Regions from separate parts of the Zea mays genome. Here region 2 is linked to region 1. A link is a contact called in public Hi-C data. All regions are on one chromosome and are shown on one strand. Each heading gives the region's core, a stretch centred on a gene start, on an enhancer-like site or on the middle of the called end of the contact. The rest is flanking DNA. Distances are from core to core; before and after follow the strand shown.

Evidence for each region. A called contact is a pair of places that touch in the nucleus more often than the background predicts.
Region 2: a contact with region 1 is called in a Hi-C map of leaf, with 3 times the contacts expected there. The contact joins the promoter of LOC100285061 here to the promoter of LOC103639315 in region 1. A contact is called at or near these places in 5 of 25 Hi-C or Micro-C datasets (ear and leaf).

What each region holds. Positions count from the first base shown.
Region 1 is chr9:146,072,168-146,077,493 of Zm-B73-REFERENCE-NAM-5.0, forward strand. It overlaps LOC103639315 (putative RING zinc finger domain superfamily protein), which reads right to left and starts at 3,771. Exons shown (of 1, transcript XM_008662078.3): 1 at 2,270-3,771. The coding sequence starts at 3,457. The coding sequence ends at 2,621. It overlaps LOC103639314 (a long non-coding RNA gene), which reads right to left and starts at 514. Exons shown (of 2, transcript XR_559372.2): 1 at 27-514.
Region 2 is chr9:146,243,385-146,248,583 of Zm-B73-REFERENCE-NAM-5.0, forward strand. LOC100285061 (myosin heavy chain-related) reads left to right here and starts at 2,131. Exons shown (of 15, transcript NM_001366713.1): 1 at 2,131-2,258; 2 at 2,402-2,483; 3 at 2,625-2,647; 4 at 2,792-2,866; 5 at 2,931-2,984; 6 at 3,067-3,144; 7 at 3,244-3,312; 8 at 3,375-3,527; 9 at 3,608-3,776; 10 at 4,347-4,387; 11 at 4,697-4,786; 12 at 4,860-4,964; 13 at 5,050-5,199. The coding sequence starts at 2,226.

The sequences.
Region 1 (5,326 bases), core at 2,521-5,020:
AAAGGTAACTAACATAAGGTCCTTACCTCGAGTGAAGATGAGCACCCATGATGGTTGAGAAAGCCAAGGCGATTTGCTCACTGTAGATGGGCTCAGATGGGTCCCGTCCTTCTTGACCTGATAGCTGTCTTCCAACCTTGGTCACCATGGCCAATGCAGCATAAATGGAAGGTTGGGCGAACACTAGCCTGTAGAATCAACCGACATTCGGAGATGCTGATTGCTCAACAACCAAGATAACCCATCATCTTAATACAGATAACAGAACTGCTACATTAGGGCCTAACAGAGTTTGTTATATAATGCTAATGGACGGACAAATCGATAACGATGCATAAGCAAAGTCTGGAAGCTACCGCCGGATGCCCCCACATCATCATACACTGTACTGTTGTACTGTGAAAGCCTAAAAAAATAAATGACCATCACCCTTGTCAGCTGGACTGCTGGAGAGCCCTGGGAAAGGTAAGCATACCATAAGGACCATCGAAATTCATCATTGTCAACCTGCAGGCATGAGAAGCATGGGGGGGGGGGGGGGGGGGGGTGATCATCATGAAAAGCATACAGTAGTTCCCTCCAGAAAATATGCCATTAGCAGCAGATATACATAACATAGACTAACATTTCGGGAACAATTAAGCTGGAAGAAAGCAGCAACACAAAGAACCATGGTGCAAAGGGTAAAGCAAACAGCTGAAAAGTTAAAAAAAAGAATCTCAATCACTGGATCTGGGTGACTACTCAGGGGAAACAATAAAAGCAGGAAAGTCAAATAACTAATTAGAATCCGTTGTCATTTAACAGCCACTGTACAGAGATCTTTCGCAACATATAATGATCAAATCACAGGTGTATGAGCAGTGACTTATTCCAGTTATATCCAAAAAAAATGCACGACAACCCCGACAAGAGGGAATGATAATGACATATACTAAATATCAACAAGCTTCAGTAACAGCAAGTGAATCATTGTCATGGACTATGATCCAAACTTAAGAAATGAGAACAATTTCTTGTTTTTACTGTAAAGATATTTGGTTGATATTTAGTTTTTCCCCTACCAGCAGACAACAGAACCCTGCATAGATGCTGTTCCAGCATGACATAGCAAGTTTTTCCAAGGCCAAATAATACTGAAGGTAATCAAGAGAGCAAAGCAAATATTACGATATAGAGAGCTTTTTGAGGTGACCAAGACAAGAAATGAGCACCCCCCCCCCCCCCACACACACACAAGTACAACATAAAGCCATGAACTTATATGGCTTGAGTTGGTGATGTCTGATGAGTTTCTAGATTGAGACCACAACTGGAGCAAAAGCAATAGCTATGATAATTAATAGAACACAGATAAATGAAATAACTCTGGCAATTTGTCAAGGATGTAGAACTTACATCATTATTGCAAATTCACCCTGTTAACTTATTTGGAAGTATGCACAGAAGAAACGATAAGAAAAAATCACAGTTAGACCAACCACTGTTTATGCTGTATGACTCAAACAAGATGGAGGTCTACAGGGAGACAAATATATGCATAATACAAGATGATACAGACGTACAGTTCATCATTTCTGCCAGATATGAAAATGTAGAACATGACACCCACAGTCATTTAATTTGCACGTATTAATAATAGAAGCACTAAAGAGGAATTAAAGATAAACGGTAGGAAATTTTCTTCAAAAAATAGCAGTTAGTATACTACTAGAGCGAAAGCTGCAACCAAACTTGTAGGATCCATCTGGACATGTGTTGTATCCAACGAAAATTCATCTAATCATCCATACTAGGACATGCAGTATTTTAAAGTGCTTTTTAGGACACATAGAAGTCCTATATTCAGTCATTCCGATACTTTGAATAAATTCTTATATTGCCCTTACACCCTGTGCGCCACCCCAAACATGATCTTGCACTAGGTGAACACACTACCAATCTACTACCGTGATATTTTTTAGGAAAAGAAAAAAATATTTGAGCAACATTTAAAATAGCGTAGGGACTTAATGTTTCCTTCTCTAGTAGAGTTAACAAAAACACCAAAACTGCAGAACAGTCCAGATCACTTACTAGTTAGCCATAGGAGCACAAACTAGGGTTAGCTATGAGCCTATGACCATTAAGCATAAACAAGTGCTCAGCTGGCAGCTGTTATGACTGATCAATGACACAAATACTTCAAACTGAAACAATGAAGGGATGTGGCTGGATGAACATAAGGAATGCCAGAGATTTTTGGGATTTTTAATGTCAATATAAGATATAACAGAATGGAAATTCATGTTCAACCAATTCAGTATGTACACAAACAGTAGGGTGTAGGGATGCAAATACAACAATTGTTCTCTCTACCTACAATATTGACAAAGATTTGTTTCCCCAAAACATTCATTGATATTCCTTTCTTGAAGGCTTGCACTTATGTTTGACCAAATTTGGTTGCAAAACTCAATCCAAGATGTTTGCTCATAGCCATCTCTTAATAATTCTTAATGAGACAATAGGCCTTCATTTACATCAAAGCCCCAAGAAATTATAATCTGGGTTTCATTCTTACACTAGCCCTAGTTCTTCAGTGCTATCAATTGAAAAAATGGTACAAGGAAAACTGTGCTCAGCCACTACGGGACTGCGACGAACTTGCTGGTCGGCTGCCATGACCAAAACAACCAAATAGATTTCTAAGTAGGCGGCGAATCCGACCTTCACCACCATCCACTTGGCCATCTCCCTCTGGCCATGTCACCCGCCTCGGCCCAACCCCGTTACTGAAGCCACCATCCAGCTCAGTGTAGACGACCGGGAGCTGCTCTCTAGGCCCGCCGGCGAACCTCCCCACGGCAAATCCACCGCGAGGAAGTCGCCATATGGTGAGCCCAGCATCCGCCTCCGCATCTGGGGTGGCTGCAGCCGGAAGCTCTTGGCGGCAGACGGGGCAGGAGTTGCGGAGCGAGAGCCAGGGAAGGATGCAGTCCTGGTGGTAAACGTGCTTGCACGGCATCTCCCGTCCGGCGGCGCCAGGCTCAAAGGCCTCCTGGCACACGGCACAGTGAGCACCACCTCCGGCCACCGTCACCGATGGCATGGACTCCACCGCAGCCTTCGACGCCGGTGGACGCGGAGCCGCGGCCTCCAACCGCGAGAACTGGTCGAGCAGGCGGTGGAAACCGGACCCCATGAGGAGGTGCTGGACGTCACCGGGCAGCGGCCGCAGCCCTTCGCCCGCGCCGTCGTCGTAGTAGAGCTCGAACCCTGAAAGCGATCCGCCGCGGAGCACGATGACCGGGTTCATCGTCCCGCGCCGGCCGCTCCCACCGCCGCCGCGGGGCGGCGGCTGCGTAAACTGCTCTAGGAAGCCGCCATCACACTCCGGGCAGACGACAGTTGACGGAGATACCCTCACGAAGCGGCTGCAGCTGTAGCACCAATAAGACACCGGAGACGAGTCCATCCCCGAAATCGAAGACCGGGACCCCCGAGGCCCCGACCAAATCGAGCCTGAAAACTCGCAGGCTCACTCCAGACGCAAATCGAGAACGGCCGACAGACTCAGATCCAGAAAATTTCGGGGAACGAGGTGCCGAAATCCCCAAATTGAACTCAGCCGGTTTCGAATCGGGGTTTCGAGTGAGGGTAGACGACGGGAGCGGAGGGGAGGGGAGGGGACGGGACGGGACGGGAGGGGAATTGGGAGCTGGGTGAGGAGTAGGTGGGGCGGTTTTATGTGGGACGGCATCTGCCGGAGCTGTGACGTCGCGGGAGACGGAGATTGCACGTGGAGCGCGGCGATTGGAAAGATACGCCGTTAGCAAGGGGAAGAGGAGCGAATTTTTTTGCATTTTGGTCTTTCATCAGAAAAAATTCACGTTTGAACCCTAAAAAATTTTAATATCATTTTTGGATCCTTTACTTGGCGCCGTAGCCTGTGGCGCCGAGGTAACACGGCTCGACGCCATAGCCTATGGCGCCGAGGTACGTGCTGCGTTGGCACAAACGGACGTCGTGGCGCTGACGTGGTACCGAGCTCGGCGCCATAAATCATGGCGCCGAGCTCTATTCTGTATAGAAAACTTGTCTAGCTCAGTTGGTAAAATTGAAGACTTTTAACCTTGTGGTTGCGAGTTCGAGCCCCACGGTAGGCGTTTTTAATACTTTTTGTCTTTGTCACTTTTGTGACTTATTTGTTTATTCGTCCAAATTTTTTTATCCGGCGAGCACAGCAGCTGTGTGCCACAGTGCTCAGAAGCCGTCAACTTCTCTCCTTGTTTGCTCAGCTAACCACAATAAAAATCAAATGAGAACACTCTTACTTCAATAGTGATCAAATAAAAATATTATATTTTCATTGAGTTCTTTTGAACATAAATTTTAAATACATAATAACATATTCCCAGTAAAAAGAAGTACACATAATCATCTTTTTTTCTTCTGCACTAAATAAAAGTATACTCCATTATATACAGCTGTTGTGCTCGCCGGGAAAAAAAATCTGGACGAATAAACAAATCAGTCACAAAAATAAAACTGGATGAGAAATAAATCAAGACGGATAAATCAGCGATATAAACGAAAAATATGGACAACAAAAAAAATAAATAAGTGACAAAGACAAAAAATATTAAAAAATGCCCACCATGGGGCTCGAACTCACAACCACAAGGTTAAGAGCCTTGTATTTTACCAACTGAGCTAGACAAGTTTTTTGTACAGAATGGAGCTCGGCGCCAAGATCTATGGCGCCGAGCTCGGTACCACGTCGGCGCCACGACATCCGTTTGTGCCAACGCAGCACGTACCTCGGCGCCATAGCCTATGGCGCCGAGCTATGTTACCTCGGCGCCACAGGCTACGGCGCCGAGTAAAGGGTTAAAAAGTGACATTAAAATTTTTAAGGTCCAAACGTGAATTTTTTTCGAATGAAGAACCAAATTGCAAAAAATTCGGGAAGAGGAGCCCGGGACGGAAGGATCAGCGGCGGACCGGCGGCCGGGTGCGAGGGCGGGGTAGAGATGTCCAAATGGGCCGTGCCCATCGGGCGGCCCGTGGCACGGCACGGTTTTGACCCGTCACGAACACGGCACGGCCCGGTGGTTGACGGGCTCGGGCCGGCACGGCCCGTTAGTCGGGCCGGGCTTGGGCCGCTGCCGTGGCACGCCGTGCCGGCCCGAGCACGGCCCGGTTTTTTTATTTTATTTTTCAGAGCATTTATTTGTATATTAGAAGCAACTTTAATAGTTTAGACACAAAATAAGTTTGGTTTAGTTGGCTAGAGTGGTGTAGCTAGACATTCCAATGCTCCAACCAAGGTTCAAATCCTACC
Region 2 (5,199 bases), core at 881-3,380, 170 kb after region 1:
TAATAAAGAATATAAAAGGCATGTATAAGATGACAAAGAATATTGATACCAATTAAACTTGATACTAGTATATATGATATCAATCGCTGAATTTTCTTGAAGTTGAATCGCATTGCTTTTCTCCAAGGATTCTATTCTCCCTCAATGATACTACTACATGTGTGATAATATTTTAAAAGTGTTAGTCTCAAAGATACCGATTTATAGAGTTGTCCCTTAAGATGTGCATAGAAATTTTGAATGCTTGTAGGAGATATGTACTTGGACTTCTAAGGTCAAGATACCGTGTAAAGGATAATGTCATGTGAGTGTGAACATTACTCAAGTGATATTTAGGTGTAGGTCATCTATAATTCGGACTTGGCGCATATAAATCAAATGACACCATTAGTAGATTTTAGATGTCACTTAAAAATTTTAATATCATTTGTTAGGAATTTTGAAGACCTATGTGTCATGCTCATAATCATTTTTAAACCATATAGGTTTGCTAATCCTACCATATGATTATCCTAGTTGCATGATTCAATATGATGATCCACAAGTTTAATATCATTTGAGCCAAATCCAAGTTATTATGGCAAAATTCTAATATTCTCATAGTTTAATCCGTACCTGCTTCTACTACTTCTCAGTGTTTTGTCTCTATAGTTTGCAGCTGTAGCAGTCCAAACAGCTGGCTTTAATCCGAAGCGAACAGAGGAACTAGTATATTGGTTCGGACCAAGAATCTACAACCCATTCTTGAATATTTGTCGCTAGCTAGTTCATTTTTGAACTAAAACGTGACAAACAAAAAAGAACGGAGGAGTTATATTGGTTCGGACCGAAATACGGCAATGTGTTTTAATTGAAAGATAGATGTGATCTCAACGAATGACTATTTTGTCTCCAACCAGGGGCGAAGCTATATATAATTTAGGGAGTGCAGATGCACCCCTAAAATATACTGAACTAGTTATAAAGAGCAAATTTTCACCTTATATGCACCATCATCACATAATGGGCCTGTTTGGTTCAGCTTTTTTCTGACCAGTTTTTCTGAGAATCTGGCTGTGAGGAGAATCTGGCTGTGTAGAGAATCTAAGTATTATTAGGATTACGTGCGAAGGAAGATAAACTTGTTCATAGGACTCAGGATCTAGAAAGTGACGGATTACTACTATTGCAACAACTCAACCGATTATGTCTTTATGTTGATTTTGAATGGTTTTTATCTAAACGAATTTTATAGAAGCTGGCTAAAAAGTTGAGCGTTTGGTTCAGCTTCTAGCTTCTGGCGGCCAGAAGGCCCCCAGAAGCTGAACCAAACAGGGGCAATATCTATGCACCCACAAGGTAATTGCACCACCCTCAAGTTCCCTAGACAAGTCTCACCTAGACTTGTTCAGCTAGGACTATGTGTGGTAATGGATCACGATCAAAATATTTTTCACGTTTAGTTTGAGTCCTTAATTAATTTTAGTTTAAAAATAAATATAAATAAAGTCTGATCTTAATATGATCTGATCCATAAATCTTAGGTTATCTCCAACATATCGTACATATGATCATGTAAAATAGTGTTTTATACTGTAAATTGTACTATTCATATACTGAATTTTGAAATAAGAGGTAAGATAGGAGATATGATGGATAAGCTGCTGGAGATAAGCCTCGTAATATAAAATTTAGAACCCACTAGGCCTCTAGCTAGAAGCTGAAGGAAACAATATGATTGGTTCGCTTACCTTGATGTCTTGATTTCTGTGCAAGTCAGTTTTTTCGGTGTTTGATTTGGTGTTTGATTTATCTGACTAAAGTTTATTTTTTATCATATCAAATATTTAATATTAATTATACCTATTAAATATAGGTTTAATTACATTTAATAAATTTGTCTCGTCTTTTAGTCTTTATCTATTTAATTAGTTTTATAATTATACTATATTTAATACTTATAATTATTATTTAAACATTAGATATGACATAGACTAACTTTAGCCGCTAGCAAGATAGTCAAAATGGCTCTCCTCAACGGGCAAGGCTAAGCTTGCCTGGCTAAGCAAGGTCAGGTTACGCTAGCTCTGTATGCAAACATGCCTGACTCGCCCGTTCGCCTATCTCGCCCCCCCCCCCCCCCCCCCCCCCCAGCATCGGAGAACGGAGGGAACCAGGGAGCTCCGGCCGCCTAGAACCGGAGCTCCCAAATAGATCGATCCATCGGTCGTTGAGCGGACACGGCAATGGAAGCCCACGCCTCGCGGGGCCGCCGCACCGTATGCCCCCTTCTCGTTTTTTCTTTATTTCGACCCTTTTTCGAATGAGATGGCGCGCAGATCCGTGTTCCCGCTAGTACCAGACTTGAGATCTGAGACCCGAGGTCCCAATTATGTCAATCTTGTGCCCGTATTTGTGGCAGCTGGAGGAGATCCGGCAGAAGAGAGCCGCCGAGAGGATGCAGCACGCCCTCCCGATCGCGGCGTCTCACGTCGACTCTCACGGTTGCTACACCTACATGCTTCGCTCCACCCCTCACTTGATCACTATTCGTTGTGGTGTTCTCTTCATTTGTTTAATTTGATGTTAACTTTGTGCTGTATTTTCCTTCCCTGTATGGCTCTACCAATGCTGATGATCTTTAGGGAACCAAAGAGCCGGAGCTGAGGTCAGTTTAGCATACTATACCGTTCACGTATTCAGGAGCACTAGATCGTTGATACTTGATAAATTGCATTATGGTTGCAAATATAAGCCCCTGGTGTTTTCTAGAGAGTAACCAAGAATTTTTGTGTCATTGTGTGAATGCTAGCTTCTTGCTCGAGTTCAAGAACTTGAAAATGGGAACACGGAATTGGTGAGGGAAAACAAAATGCTCTTGTCCAAGGTACTTTGCATGCAATTTGGTTTCATTGTGTATACGAGGTTCTGACGTTGATTGTCTCTGCTAGATTGATGAGAAGGGAGTTGAGAAGGATGCCCTTGTAAACCGTTTGAATGATCTCGTGAGTCAAGAGTATATTGTTATAGGTGCTGAGCTCCAGGTTTTGGTTCTCTTATTTTTTTGGCATGATTTGTTTTCTGCAGGAGCGGAATGTAGTTCCCTCTTTGCAAAAAAACTTGAATGACATTTCTTTGGAGAAAGATGCTGCTGTAGTTGCTAAGGTAATAAACACGTGTTTTGTTGCATTTGTGCTATCATGTGTCCGATGGTCTATTTATGCATGCCTTCTTATTATGTCTTTTGCCTGGTATGCTGAGTAGGAGGATGCTCTAGCTCAACTCAGGAGCATGAAGAAACGGCTCAAGGAAGCAGAAGAAGAACAGTATAAGGTATTTATTGCAAGATGTTCTTATTAGCGGTATGATCACTTTGCTGATCTTGAAATGTACAGGCAGAAGAAGACTCAGCCTCCTTGAGAGCACAGCTAAACACCCTGCAGCAGCAAGTAATGGGACACTCTTACAGTGGATATACAATGGGAATATCGACTGAGGAATCTGTTGCCATGGAAAAGGAGATACAAGATTTACAGGCACAGCTAAAGGTAAGGTTTATTCAAAAAATCTGCCTGTTTTATCTTGTTTCATGCTTTCTCTAATCATTACATCTAAACTAACAACACAGCAAGAGTCACTGCTAAGACAACAGGAGCAACAAAAATTAGCTGAAGAGTCGCAGCTGAGGCAACAAGAGCAAGAAAAACTAGCCAAAGAACAAATCCATATTGCTTCTCTGGAGGCTGAAAAGCAACAGCTGGAAGACCAAATTACTATGTTGACAAAGAAAGCTACAGGTATGGAGGATACATATACTTATGCTAATCTGTCCTTTATAATGTCAGGAAAAACAACAGTCCATGCTAGTAAACATGTAAGTTCACTCTACTTACTAGCATGCGTTTTCTTCCATATTTATATTCTGCAGTGTCTTTGATTGCTTCACTGTACATGCTATAGTAGCATTACTGCCACATGCTAGGTAGTTCTTATTTTGTGACATCCAAAATTAAGCATGCACAACACTCTAGATATAATATTTGCTGAGAACTGCAACAACTTTGTCTTCAATGGTGCAAATCCAGTATCTCAATGGTGCTGCGAAGTCACAATTCACAAATGAATGCATCCTTCGCTATACTGCTGGAGTAGAAGGCCTCCAGGAGTTCCTTGCCAGTTCCATTAGGCTAGTGCAGTAGTGCTCTTGACTTATGGTCATCTTGGGTGTGTATTTTGGGGTTTTCTATAATCCCTTTTGCACTCTCTTCTTTCTTAATCGAATGATATGCAATTTTCTTGCATGTTCGAGAAAAAAAATATATTTGCGAGGATTGTAGCCTTGAATTAAATCTTCTCTTTCTGTGCAGAGGACGCTTCTGAGTTTGCTGCACACAAGGCATTTTCAATGGTAATGTATCTAATGAACTTTAAGTTTGTTAATTCTGTTGACATTTTTTCACGTATGCTGCAATGCTGCATAATCCCATGTTCTGGTATATACAGCCATTATATTTTACTGTGCATTTCAACTGGCAATCTGGATGGTTGAAACACCTTTAGTCCTGATGGATCTTATCAAACCTAAAAGAGTATTTAAGGGGGTGGTTGAAATGGTTACTTGCATCTGTAGTGTTGTCTGTTCGTGGTATTTTTCTAGCTTCACTAAGCTATTCACACAAACTGTACTTAGGTACTGACCCAAATTTCATTTTTACAGCAAGATAGGGAAAAACTTGAAAACCAGTTGCATGACATGGCTTTGATGATTGAGAGGCTAGAGGGGAGTCGTCAAAAACTGCTAATGGAGGTGCTTGATGCAGCTTTATCTTCTTTTTGGACCATACTAGTCTCAAATGTTGATTATTTTTTTATCGTGTTAGATTGATTCTCAATCGTCAGAAATAGAGAAACTGTTTGAGGAGAATTCGGCCTTATCTACTTCTTATCAAGAAGCCATAGCTATTACAGTACAATGGGAAAACCAGGTGTGCCTTCTTAGTCACTTGTGCATCTATGTTACGTAACCCTTTGCATAAGAAATCTGCCTCTTGACTTAACAGAAAATTCCAGGTTAGAGATTGTCTGAAGCAAAATGAAGAGCTCCGTTCTCACTTGGAGAAACTAAGACTTGAACAAGCTAGCCTGTTGGAAGTAAGCAATATCACTACCAAATCAGATGGACAAATTGAAAACAGTATCTCAAACCTACCAGAAATGGTC